Linked DNA regions of Oncorhynchus mykiss: region 1 is linked to region 2. A link is a contact called in public Hi-C data. All regions are on one chromosome and are shown on one strand. The core of a region is the stretch at or near the end of the contact, and the rest is flanking DNA. Distances in the headings are between cores, read along the strand shown.

Region 1 (7,736 bases), core at 2,776-5,275, 150 kb after region 2:
ACAGTTATTGGCTAAGTCATGTGAGGGAGAGGACAGAAAGCAGCACACGTGCACGTTGTGACAACTTTTTACCAGTTGAATGTAGGCCATTTAGACTGTCATTAGGGAGACACCTATTTGTAACCCTTTTTCCATAAAACTTTATGCTAGAACTGATGCACATCAAGAAACAATGGAGACAAAGTGTAACTGGTGTAACATACACTTTGTATTTCACAGAAAATCCCTCATTTATTTAAAGGTTATTTTGGGATATATTGTACTACTTTCAAGATAACTATTTTATTTTAGTTATTTTCTAAATTGTGATGTGATGCCATCAACGGGAGCCATGCTTTTACTCCTCAGTTTGCTCAAAGTGTGATGAGGAAAGGTGTGTTTATGTATGTTTATTTGTATTTTGAATGCAAATTTTCACAAATGCACAAAAATCTTAAATAAACATAGTCTTGTTGCACTACTGTCTGTAGGAATATATATTAGCGTGAATGGGGATAATTTTCGAGTGCAACTTTGAAAGGCTAGCCCAGCTAGAAAGGGTCTCTTTCAGGTACAGACAGTGTGAGTTTTCTGATTCTCACGGTATTCTTTACTATCTTTTGTCAGGCAAATATACTTGAGTTATGAGGGTCCAGATGGCAGCATTGTTTGCCTTGGATTTGTAGCCATTCCATGCAGGTATGTTGTTAAAATGTGACATTTTTGTATTTCATGTTTGATGTGCCTAGTTAGCGGTCGTTCATTTTGTTAACTGTCTGGTCATGTCAGGAAGGGTGTTGTTGCCTCATTAGTATGCCTGCAGTATAATAGAACATTCAAATAAATACTTGTTATTAGCAAATTACTAGTATATTGGTGTACAACTTTAATAAAAATTAAATTTGAGTCTTTTGAAAATATGAACATGTACATTTTGTACGATACATTTTTTTGTTGTCAGTTTGCTCAAAGCGTGGTGAGGAGAGGCAAATATACTTGTGTATGAGTTCAGACAGCAGCATTAACATTTGCCCTGCATTTGTATCCATTCCATGCAGTCATTTAAAAAGAGAGACAACCGGGGCCTCCCGGGTGACGCAGCGCTAGCGCTAGTATAGATATCCTTGTCTCACCGTGCAATAACGACTCCTGTGGCGGTCCGGGCGCAGTGCACGCTAACCAGGTCGCCAGGTGCACGGTGTTTCCTCTGACACATTGGTGCGGCTGGCTTCTGGGTTGGATGCGCGCTGTGTTAAGAAGCAGTGCGACTTGGTTGAGTTGTGTTTCGGAGGACGCATGGCTTTCGACCTTTGTCTCTCCCGAGCCCGTACAGGAGTTGTAGCGATGAGACAAGATTGTAACTACTAACAATTGGATACCACGAAAATGGTGAGAAAAAGGGGGTAAAAGAGACAACCAGCAGAATTGTGTCCAGAGCTTTCCCTTCCCTTCCACCTAAAACTCCCCAGAACACAACGCAAAAAGGTACCAGTATAGAACCGGTTCCAAAAGCACTTGAAAACGGCTTTGGGCGCACTAGAGTGCATTACATAAATTCGCTCAGAGGTGGTTTAAACTGCAATCTAATGTTGACTGCTTAAAGAAAAAGGTATCAAGCATGCTTTATGCTTTATGTATGCTTGGGTCTCCGGTGCTACCCGAGTGGAAATTTGAAATGGAAGTGGTTCTTCTTATGGAGAAAAGTCCTCAATGTAACTGACAATAGGCTAAATGTGTAGAACTATATATTTGCCTCTGCTGGCCATCAAGTAACCTATTAAATGTATATACCATTTCATACAATAAATATGTTGAAATGACATCACTGGAGTCATTGCAAATCAATGTGTGTCACTTGTGTAGCCTACCTGGACCTGGCAAAGCAATTTAATAAATAGCCTACGACAGTTTGTTGTTGTAGCCTTGTATTATTATGAACGCATTAGATTGACGTAACAGTTGTCAGATTAGTCTACAGGTAAAACATTTTTAATTTTTTTTTTATAAACACTGGCTGTTGTTGACAAGCATATTCAGTTCATATACATATTATTGAAATTATGACCCCATCCTCAGCAGCCTATTCAAGCAGGCTGTTGGGAAACAAGCACCTCTAATTGCGAAATCGCCTCACTCTTCATTAATAAATTAGTCTTCATTTGAACTAAGCAAGCTGCTAAATCGTTCAGTTTATATCTTGCCTACATCTTGTCTAGGATACTGTAGACTATCTGAAATGAGATGTAGGCCTATCAGGGGCTATAGGATACCTGCCTTAAGCTAAGCAAACTACGGCAAAATGTAATTGCATTCATAAACCCAGATTTTAGTCTGTAGCCTATGCCTATTGAAATTACAAGTCAATCTTGCAAATGGGCCATTTATAATGGTTTGTAGTCTTAATATCTGGCACATAATTGTCAGAAAATAGCCTAACAGTTTTGTTTATGTTCATCCAAGTATTTCTTGCTCAGAGATTTACTGTCGGATTTATCTATAGCTATGCACACGCGCAAAGGGGATTTATATACATTTATAAACCTTGTTCGAGCCCTGAATGCTGATTGGCTGAAAACTGTGCTACATCACACCATATACCACGGGTATTACAAAACATTACTTTTTACTGTTCTAATCACAGTGGTAACCAGTTTATATAATAGCAATAATAATAGCAATAATGCAATAATACACCAGTTTGGGGTGTATGGCCAATATACCATGGCTGACAGCTGTATCCAGGCACTCCGCATTGTGTCATGCTTAAGAACAGCCCTTAGCCGTGGTATATTGACCATATACCATACACCTCGGGACGGTTGAGCTAGCGTGAGCTAATGTGATTAGCATGACATTTTAAGTAACAAGAACATTTCCCAGGACATAGACATATCCGATACGGGCAGAAACATTAAATTCTTGTTAATCTAATCTATCCAATTTACAGTAGGTATTACAGTGAACAAATACCATGCTATTGTTTGAGGAGAGTGCACAGTTATGAACTTGAAAATGTATTAATAAAGCAATTAGGCACATTTGGGCAATCTTGATACAACATTTTGAACAGAAATGCAATGGTTATTTGGCAAATACAGAATTGCGCCTAACCTGGAATTATACATTGTGACCTCTCTCTTGCATTTCAAAGATGGGGGGGGGGGGGGGGGCATGTTTTTTCGTTTGTATTATCTTTTACCAGATCTAATCTGTTATATTCTCCCAATGTGTTATATTCCTTTCAAATGGTATCAAGAATATGCATACGCTGTCAAAAAAAAGTGTGTACTAGTTTTTCCGAGCCATCAACTGTCATGCATATATTTTAGCTAGCTACATTTTACTTACCTAGTTGCTGTGCATAAAATAACCATCCATCTGTTTAAATTAAGTGACCAAGCGACGCAAATATGTAGGCTAGGCTACTGACTAGATCATACAATCAATCATCTCGTCTGGTACGTTTTGGGCCTAGCGGGCTCGCGAACAGCCCCAACAGTGCTGCAACACGTTTTCAATTTAACTAACGTCAACGGGCTAGCTGTGCCTACATGGTCAAGGCCTAAACATTTACATCATGGCAAAAATGTAAGAAATAATATGCATTATAACTAGTTACATATCTACAGTTTAACCTTTCTCCGACAACATGTTTTGTTGTTGACGTTAGCTAGCTTGCAAGTACCTAGTTAGTTACAGTTGGCTGGCTAGACAGCGTTAGCGCGATTGCTAATGTACCTGTATTGTAACGTTACCAGCCGTCCGTTTCCTGTCCGACACTTAAAAATAAACCCTTAGTCTTCGTTAAATGCCACAGGACTATATAGGCCAATATCTTTTTGAAACATTTGCAGCGAAGTACTTTCTTTACTAACATGCTACTCGGCCAACTAGCTTAAGTCACTCTCTATGACAGAGTTTCTAAACCGAGGCGCAACATCGCGAGACTTCCGGAAACGCTTGCCAAACAGACCAGGCCGGATTTTAGACTTCAATGTCATACGTCAAAAAGTATTCCTTAGTTTTTACTTTTCTCAAAATCTAAAGGCACAACCTGGATTCTAACAATGTTTTAAGTAGTTCAACACGTTATTATTCCAACATCATGAAAGTGCGAAACTGACACGTGTTCATTTTCGTCACAAATTACTTTATAGTTAATAAGGAGTGCCTTTGATTTGAAGGCTTGCACTTGCGCAGTTTGGCGCGAGACGTCCGTTTACCCGATGCGGTGTTTTAAATGTATTAAATGTTTTAATTAACAACAAATCAATACATAAAGCACATGAGGGAACACAAGCATACATAGATTACAAACAATAGACAATCGAGCTAGGGGGTACAATATCACAGTACAATTACACAAGGACCTTAAGGGACATGCATATACTTACAATTCTAACAGCTTTTTTGTTAGTAGAGCATTTAACCGTCTTAAAATACAGTTCAATTTATTTTTGTAGGGTACGAAATGTGGTTTTCTGTTTGTAAATTTACATTTGTGTATATGAAATTTGGCCCAAAAAATAATGAAATTAATTACATACAAATGTTTCCGCTTATTTCTATTGTATGTAAATAATCCAAACAGTACATCTCTCCACAATAGTGTAAAATCTTCATAAATGTGTTCAATTATAAACCTACTGATGTCTTGTCACAGTTTTCTTACATGCATACAATGCCAAAAAATATGCAAAACTGTTTCTGGGTGGTCATTACAAAAGGAGCAATTTGAGTTGATGTTTCCCTTCAACTTCTTCATATAGTGGTTGGCAGGATAATATTTATGAATAATTTTAAAGGAAACTTCCTTAATTTTGTTAACAAGTAGGTATGTGTGTGGCAACATCCAAACTTTTTTCCAACAGATATTATCAATAAATCCATTCCAACATCCTGCTGAAACAAGGATCGTATCGCTCTGTTGTTGAATGGACCAAATGAGGTGTTTCTACGCATTTCTTTAGTTTGCCAGCGCCGCCTGAAGCGGGATTTCTATCGGAGAAGCAGTTCCTGCCCCCAACTTCAAACAATTTTTTTTTTATAACTAACCCAAGATAGACCAGAGCCTGTCGTTTCCAATGGGAATAAATTAATCCGAGTGGGCAGCAGTGTAGCCTAGTGGTTAGAGCGTTGGACTAGGAACAGAAAGGTTGCAAGATCGAATCCCCAAATTGACAAGGTACAAATCTGTCGTTGTGCCCCTGAACAAAGCGGTTAACCCACTGTTCCTAGGCCCTCGTTGAAAATAAGAATTTGTTATTAACTGACTTGCCTAGTAAAATAAAAGTGAGCAAAGCACCAGCTACGGAAATCCTATTGGCGTGTTCTAGCATTTATTTCCATAAGGGAACGCCCACTGCGCGTGTGCAGTAACTCAATTCGCCAAACACATATCAAAACTTTGGCAAAACACAGTTTTGCTACAGATTTTAGTTTTAGAAACAGAAAACTGTATGGAAATCAAATGTTTCATCAATGACAAAATTTGCAGAATTTTGTCCTCATTATATTTGGTAGTGAGGAAACGCCAACTGGATGCTTCACATTAATACATCGGTGAAATATCTGACTCATTGTTCTGTGTTCATACTGTACTGTCTGACTATCATGACCTACTTTCCGGCAACAGAAAAACAATACTTTGTCAAACCAACTGCTGCCATGTGGGATTTTTCTTCCCTCCAACTAATTGCGAAGTTGCACGTGACGATTGTGAATGCTGTTATTTAGTGCTGCTATATAAATATGAACACGGCTTAACATTCCTACACTACAGCCCATATAGGATCAATTTCATAGACATCACCACTTGCTTGTTGCTGGAACTATTCACATAAGGCTGACGGGAGAATTCAGGTGTGACTGAGCAGGCATCTGCAGTGCTGGCAAAGTGGCAACAGCATCCATATCCAAGTGCTACTTACTGCCATTGAACCCCCCCAAACAAAAAAAACTGCTCCAGAGATACTGCTACACAATTGACCATGTGCTGCTTCTGGGTTGAGAACTAGAACAGAAGTGAATATACAATTTCAGTGCAAATGGATAAAGAGCAAGCTATTCTAACATTGCTACAGAAAATCATTAAATAATGCAAGAAAATACATGATTTGGAGGTTGAGATTTAATTGGAAATTAGACGTGGCCTGACATTGAGCATCTGCAACCACACGGCTGGGGTTTATTCATTACGTCTTGCAATGGAAACTGTTTACGAACTCAACGGTTTCCGTTTAGTTTTTATTTGGAGTAATGATTACACCCCCAGTACTACAGGTCAACGGTGCGAATGAGTGTTGAGAATGATGTATTCGAGTTAAAACACACACGTTCACATGCACCACACACTTTTACATGCCCGCTGCCATAAACAAACACAGTTAACTCCCACATCTGGACAGAGAGTCTCCATAGTAACAACTGGATACATGCATCCAGAGGAACTCCAAGAACTTCAAACAATTACCCACAGTGCAATTCATCTAGCTATACACAGAGCTCTCTCTCTCATTGGGAACGCAATAATGACTTTGTTCCATTTAAACAGTTTTATTAACATTTCAAAATCTTCATAAATAGTGAAAAAAACAAACCAAAAAATAGTCATCCATGTCCTCGTATTAGTTTGGTCCTTTAATGTGAAAATTGTCCCCAGATAAAATAAAAATGATTTGTCCAAACTGAGTTCTTCAGAAAAAAACGAAGGAATAATAATAAAAGCCATTTAGCAGACACACAAATTAAAGGAAATTGGGAGGAAGGAGGTAAACTGACAGGACGAACGCGTCACTACATTTACAAGAGGTTGACTACTGGACTCAAGGACGACTGTACAGGAAGAGGACGCTTTTCGCTTCCCGCCCAATCCCAAAGCAACCCCATGTCGTTTCCCAAATCACACCCTATTCCCTATTGAGTGCACTGCTTTTGACCAGAGCACTATGTAGAGAATATGGTGCCATTTGGGACACAGACCATAACACCTCCCTCGTAGATCTGACAGGCATGAATAAGCAATATAGGTAGGGGGTAGATATGTGGCTTTACTATTACCATATTGCTAACACTTATTCAAACATATTAGATCTACAAAGGACCATCAAGTAGTGCCACTAGGAAAGAAGTGGCTAAAGGGAGTTGATTTGGAACCGGGCGTAAAGGCATGCTCTACAATTTGTTCTTTATTTCTTAGTTGTTTATATATGGAATGGATGACGCAGTGTTGACTCAACGTACACGGATGGATGGACAGAAGGACTGTTCTTTTCTTTCTCTATTTCGTGGAGAGGATGAGAGCCACAATAAGACCGTAGAGCCCTAGGACCTCTGCAAAGATCAGGATGAGGATCATGCCCACGAAGAGCCTGGGCTGCTGAGCTGTGCCTCGAACGCCTGCGTCACCCACAATGCCGATGGCAAAACCAGCCGCCAACCCACTCAGCCCCACGCTCAGCCCAGCACCCAGGTGGAGAAAACTCCTACATGAGAGAGAGGTGAGGGATAGAGCGAGATGAAGAGAGGGTAGAAAGAGAGGAGGGATGGAGATGGGTTGGAGAGAGGGAGAAAGATGTATTTAAAACAATTGCATTCAAAGCATCCCAAAGAGATTGCAGACCATCAGTTTACAGATGTAGTACATCGCTAACACTTCTGAAAAACAATGGTGAAAAATCCACCAATCCTATCAAGTGGAGCCAATACCATATTACTACCAATCAGATCGCTTCAGACATGCAGTGCCTAGCGGTAGA
Region 2 (6,842 bases), core at 131-2,630:
GATTAATTGTTTTTATGAAAATCAATCACTTTCGCATTGGAAAACCTAGATCCGGGGTTGCCGTGGAGGTCGCCCAGGCAGAAAGCTCTAAATATGATATATAATTGAATAGTTTTAGGTGTTTTTTTCACTCTTTTTAAATCAACTTTTATTTTGTTAGCTAATTAAGTTTTGATTTTATATATATTGATCCACAGCAGTGCAAGACTGTCAAGTCAGTTATTTGACTAACTGAACTGAGAAGCTAGCTGTTTAGCTAGTTAGCTACTGTAGCTAGTTTGTGTTTTTATTTGAAACAACGAGATGGCAGAGGCCTGTAGACTGTTGAATAGGGCAGAGGATCACAAAAAAAATCCCACAATGGTTTATTTCAAGGGCTATTCCAGCTAACTAGTGAGCTACAAGCGCCCTAAACTAGTGGCTGTATGGCTTCACCCAGGTGTGTATTTCGGAGGATTACCAAGGAGTCTACGACTGGGGATGGCAAAGAGGTGTCCTGGTTTCTGATTTGTTTCCCCCCTGATAAACCCTTTATCTGGGCCTCAGTCAGAAGAGACGTGGACCTAGTGGGTGAGGATGGTGCGCATGGATAGTGGATTGGACACAGGATGTGACCTGGTGGACTTCCACCTGCCTCTGCTGTGGATGACCATGGAAGATCGTCCAGACATAAATGTCAATGGGCTCACTGAAATGTTTTGTTTTGTTGTTTTAAAGAGCTACTTTGAGACGTGTGTTTAATTGTCATTTTTGTTTTGAGCCGACTCGCCGTCCAGAGCCCGGAACTTGTTGGCTCAAGCCCTGGAGGCAGCCCGGATCCAAATCGAATGCAATCCACTTTTAGCCAGTACCAAAAACACGCCGACACGGGCGCCCGGATGAGATTAATCGAACCCCATTCATCTGCAAAGTTGGGTATAGCAATGGGACATATAATTCTAATTTAGTTTAGATCGATTTCTATGGTATGTTCCCCGCCTAGAACCAACATCACACGCGCCACCAATGTACTCAATTCAAAACAAGGGGCGTTATTGGCATGGGAAACGCAGGTTTACCTTAGCAAATGAAAGAGATAAAACAAAAGTGAAATAAACAAAAGATGAACAGTAAACCTTACACTCGCAAAAGTTCCCACTATTTTAACTTTACTACCATGAAATACTGCTACATTACCTGGAACCGTTTCAAGTTAAAATGTTAGTTCATTTTCCAGTTATGGAAATACCGCCCAAAGTCCGGGCGAGTAAACCGCCTGCACCTAATATGACAGACAGGCGGAAAGCCAAATCACAATGGAAAGAGGGCGTTATCTTTAGTAATTTAACCAATGAAATTAGTCACACCTTTCGACTGATAATGCTTTTGACCATTGAGGCTCTTCCCATTGCTGGCTCGTCCTATCGAGTGGGCGGGGCTTTTCCCGGTTTCGGAAGGGCAACACGCAACCAAGCAACAAAACTTTTTAAAAGATTGAGCTAGCTACGACATTAATTTCCTCTCTCACGAAGACAGTCTTCACAATGACTTCGACGAACATGTTTTCAGGACTCGATAATGGCGCAAAGCCAAGTTCAAGGTAACACGAAATTGCATCCACAGGTTTTATTTGCAGCAGGCAAAATTCAAGCAACTAGCTGGCTATGTTCCTGAAAGCTACCCCTTATGCTCATTGGCCTGTAGTTAGCAGTTAGCTAGCTAGATGGCACTTTGGTGATACTAACGTTAACTAGTTATAAGACAATTTAGTGGTAAAATGTTTATTCCGTTTTGTCAGTAGTAAACTTTTCATTTGGTAACAGCTTCTATGGGCTTTGGGGTTTTTCTGGGGGGGTGCGCTGCGGAAATGGAAGCTCGTGGAATTCTTTTTTTTTTTTTTTTTTTTACGGTGTAGCCAGCGATATGACGCTCATTGCATTTTCCAAACAGACACAGTCACCCACACCCCGTTTACAACAACCTATTTCTTAAAAGTAAGGGTAATTGGGCATATTTCATTTTTTTTGCGCGGTCAACTATGGTTGTCTAACCCCCCCTGCGAACATCCCAAGAACAGCCAGCTAACGTTAACTGGCTAAATATGTGTTCTGTGTTGAGTTGTGATCAGCTAACGTTACACAACTAAATGTGACTTTTAAACAGTTTATTTAGGTCAGTAGGCCTGTGTAGCCTGCAGTCATACTGTAGAACATTTAACAGCTAATGTGGCCACAGCCGCCATTTGTGGCCTGTCTATATATAAGAAGTTGTACATGCTGCATATTCTATTCCTAGATTTGGCTATATACACGTTTTCATTATGGAACATTCTCTAATCATATTATCCCAGGCACTGCCTGCCTTTGTGTATGATGAATGCTGACAGCAGAGTTTGGCCTACAGGCTATATACTCTACATCAGTGGTTCCCAACCAGGAGCCACAGTGTGTGTTGCCTATCCACAGGGGGTACTTGAGAAGACTCATGAGACCATAGGCTTGCTGGTAAAGCACATGGGGGGGGGTACTCCAGGAATACTCCAGGCAGAACAAAATGAATTTGGTGGTACAGTAACCAAAAAAGGTTGGGAACCACTACGTGAACCAACATGATTCTGATGTTTCCTTTTCAGAGTCCTGCGTCCCCCCGGAGGTGTCTCCAGCGACCTGTTCGGTGGCTATGAGGGAGAAGCAGCTGCTTCGAGGCGGCCCCACAAGATGGCCTCCAACCTTTTCGCCCCACCAGAGCCCCAGGGTGTCATCAGGCGAACCAACCCCCCAGGTAAGAGCGAGAAGGACCTTGACTGGGCATACAAATTCCCTTTTCACACTACTGGGCTGAATTGATCAAAGCTTTTTTGCTCTGGCCTGGTTATGCATCCAAACATTGGGTGGCAGTCTGTGTTCTTTTAGTCCTTAATACAGAATAAAGGCTACGCATCCACCATAGATACTGGAACCATGAAAGGATGTTGGAACTATGATAGAAAGGACTGTGAAAGGAAAATATCAGAGCCAGGAAAGTTCAGGTCGGTGTGGAAAGGGAATATGCTTCCTATGTCTTCCTACAAGGTGACTGGGCAGTCAGACAGGCAATGGCTGCCCTCCCTGGTTCTGGAGCTGTCCGAGCCTTTTCAGGTCTATGTGGTGTGAAAACTGCCACTAAGGTGCTACGTTAGCATTTAAGGTTAAAAAATGAGCCATTGATAAGTGTTGACTTACTCACCATTTCTTCCCCAAATCATGTTTGGATTGTGTTGACATGCTGCAGTGCGTGTGTTTGATAAGGGCAACAGGTCACTTATTTTATCTGGTGACTAAAGTGTCACAAGACTCAACCAGCCAAATCAAATTTATTTTGTCACATACACATGTTTAGCAGATGTTATTGCTGGTGTAGCGAAATGCTTGTTTCTAGCTCCAACAGTGCAGTAATATCTAACAATTCACAACAAAACACAATACACACAACCTAAAAGTAAAATAATGGAATTAAGGAATATATAAATATTAGGACGCGCAATGTCAGTGGCATTGACTAAAATACATTAGAATAGAGTATGAGATGAGTAAAGCAAATTGATGTAAACATTATTAAAGTGACTAGTGATTTCAAGTCTTTGTAGATAGGGCAGTAACCTCTAATGCTTTTTAACAGTCTGGTGGCCTTGAGATGGAAGCTGTTTTATCAGTCTCTCGGTCCCAGCGTTGCACCTAGACTGACCTCGCCTTCTGGATGATAGCGGGGTGAACATGTAGTGGCTCGGCTGGTTGTTATCCTTGGTGATCTTTTTGCCCTTCCTGTGACATCGGGTCCTGTAGGTGTCCTGGAGGGTGGGTAGTTTTCCCCCGGTAATGCGTCGGGCAGAACGCACCACCCTCTGGAGAGCCTTGCGGTTGTGGGCGTTGCAGTTGCTGTACCAGGCGGTGATACAGCCCGACAGGATGCTCTCAATTGTGCATCTGTAAAAGTTTGTTAGGGTTTTGGGTGACAAGACACATTTCTTCAGCCTCCTGAGGTTGAAGTGGTGCTATTGTGCCTTTTTCACCACACTCTGTCTGGGTGGAACATTTCAGATTGTCAGTGATGTGTATGCAGAGGAACTTGAAGCTTCTATTCTAGCCTAGTAACAATCAGTAGTAGGCCGTTGTCGTTCCATGCAGTGAAATAACTGAGTGCTCAAGAGCCACAGCCCAGCCTCTTCATTGTTGAGTCCAGTGTGGGATTACACCCTGGCCAGGCTTTCCGTTAGCCGGTAAATGCTGTCTTTTGGCAAAAAGAAATAAGTGACAAGCCGATAAATTAATTGGTTGCCGGTCAAATTGTCCGGAATTTTTTGTAAATCCATTGGAAACCATGCTGATAATCCCTGTTTCCAGTGTTACCACCGAGAGGGGATTCTTTCTCCAAAACAGAGTATAGACGAATTCAAGATCACACCTTCTTGAGGACAAAGTAACGAGGCTGATGCACATCGCAAGCTCCTCCAAGGAGTTGAACAATTTAACTTCCCACAGCAACGGCTAACTTTGAGCAGGCCAAGGTCTGCCGAAACACTAGTAAATTAGATGCAAATTGTGTTTTTTAGGCCCAGCCCTATCACTCCTGCTGCCACCATAGGCAAGATATACTGCCCCTGTGTCGCATAGTGTAAAGATTTGAAATTGATTGACTAGACTAATGATGTGTATCATGCGCAATTGGTGCAATTCAATTTAGCAGCACTTGGAAATCAAACTTCATTTCCAACTATTCACATCAGTTGCAATCACTAGGCAGTCAATTGCCTATAGTGGAAACAGACTTAACCACGTACAGTGCTTTCGGGAAGTATTCAGACCCCTAGACTTTTTCCACATTTTGTTACGTTACATCCTTATTCTAAAATTGGGTAAATTGTATTTTTCCCCCTCATCATTCTACACACAATACCCCATAATGACAAAGGCAAAAAAAACTGTGCTTGAGAAATGTTTGTTAAAAATAAGAAAGCTGAAATACCACATTTACATAAGTATTCAGAACCTTTACTCAGTACTTTGTTAAAGTGACTCTGGCAGTGATTACAGCAACGAGTCTTCTTCGGGTATGACGCAGACCTGTATTTGGGGGGGTTTCTCCCATTCTCTGCCGATCCTCTCAAGCTCTGTTAGGTTGGATGGGGAGCGTTGCTGCACCCTGTTTTCAGCTCTCGCCAGAGATGTTCGATCAGGTTCAAGTCCAGGCTCTGGCTATCAAGGATATTTAGAAACCTGTCCCGAAGCCACTCCTGCGTTGCCCTGGCTATGTGCTTAGGGTTGTTGTTCTGTTGGAATGTGAAACTTGACACCAGTCTGAGGTCCTGAGCGATCTGGAGCAGGTTTTCATCAAGGATCTCTGTACTTTGCTCAGTTCACCTTTGCCTCGATCCTGACTAGTCTCAGTCACTGCTGCTGAAAAACTTCCCCACAGCATGATGCTGCCACCACCATGCTTCACAGTAGGGATGGTTCCACCTTTCTTCCAGACGTGACGCTTGGCATTCAGGCCAAAGAGTTCAATCTTGGATTCAACAGACCAGAGAATCTTGTTTCTCATGGTCTGAGATCTTTAGGTGCCTTCTGTCAAAATCCAAGTGGGTTGTTGTGTTTTTTATTTTTTACTGAGGAGTGGCTTCTGTTTGGCCACTCTACCATAAAGGCCTGATCAGGTTCTTGGTCACCTCCCTGACCAAGGCCCTTCTCCCCTGATTGCTCAGTTTGGCTGGGCTGCCAGCTCTAGAAAGAGTCTTGGGTGTTCAAAATGTATTCAATTTAAGAATGGAGGACACTGTGTTCCTGGGGACCTTCAATGCTGCAGACAATTTTTGTACCCTTCCCCGGATCTGTGCCTCGACACAATCCCGTCAATCCCGTCCTTCGACCTCATGGCTTGGTTTTTGCTCTGACATGCACGGTCAACTGTGGGGCTTTATATAGACAGGTGTGTCCCTTTCCAAATTATGTTCAATCAATTGAATTTACTAAAGGTAGAAACATCTCAAAGATGATCAATGGAAACAGGATGCACCTGAGCTCAATTTTGAGTCTCATACCAAATGGTCTGAATTAGGACTCGGCGACATGGCCAAAATATCATGGTATTTTTCGATTTTTTTTAACGGTATTTCATGTTTTTGATTGAGTTCTAAATTTGCTTTATGTGTAGTGCGTGACCATAGGGTGGCGTATGTACAGTGGGGCAAAAAAGTATTTAGTCAGCCACCAATTGTGCAAGTTCTCCTACTTAAAAAGATGAGAGGCCTGTAATTTTCATCATAGGTACACTTCAACTATGACAGACAAAACGAGAAAAAAAATCCAGAAAATCACATTGTAGGATTTTTAATGAATTTATTTGCAAATTATGGTGGAAAATAAGTATTTGGTCAATAACAAAAGTTTCTCAATACTTTGTTATATACCCTTTGTTGGCAATGACAGAGGTCAAACATTTTCTGTAAGTCTTCAAGGTTTTCACACACTGTTAATGGTATTTTAGCCCATTCCTCCATGCAGATCTCCTCTAGAGCAGTGACGTTTTTGGGCAGTTGCTGGGCAACACGGACTTTCAACTCCCTCCAAAGATTTTCTATGGGGTTGAGATCTAGAGACTGGCTAGGCCACTCCAGGACCTTGAAATGCTTCTTACGAAGCCACTACTTCGTTGCCCGGGCGGTGTGTTTGAGATCATTGTCATGCTGAAAGACCCAGCCATGTTTCATCTTCAATGCCCTTGCTGATGGTAGGCTTTGTTACTTTGGTCCCAGCTCTTTGCAGGTTATTCATTAGGTCCCCCCGTGTGTTTCTGGGATTTTTGCTCACTGTTCTTGGGGTCATTTTGAC

The links. Hi-C and Micro-C count contacts between places; a contact is called where the count stands out from the background.
Region 1: a contact with region 2 is called in a Hi-C map of blood, with 5 times the contacts expected there. The contact joins the promoter of LOC110521925 here to the promoter of LOC110521922 in region 2. A contact is called at or near these places in 2 of 3 Hi-C or Micro-C datasets (blood and liver).

The regions. Positions count from the first base shown.
Region 1 is chr30:45,597,071-45,604,806 of USDA_OmykA_1.1, forward strand. LOC110521925 (SPRY domain-containing SOCS box protein 3) reads right to left here and starts at 4,026. Exons shown (of 7, transcript XM_036968816.1): 1 at 3,718-4,026. It overlaps LOC110521926 (V-type proton ATPase 16 kDa proteolipid subunit), which reads right to left. Exons shown (of 3, transcript XM_021599898.2): 3 at 6,092-7,463. The coding sequence ends at 7,259.
Region 2 is chr30:45,446,170-45,453,011 of USDA_OmykA_1.1, forward strand. LOC110521922 (jupiter microtubule associated homolog 2) reads left to right here and starts at 1,381. Exons shown (of 5, transcript XM_021599892.2): 1 at 1,381-1,579; 2 at 2,612-2,760. The coding sequence starts at 1,524.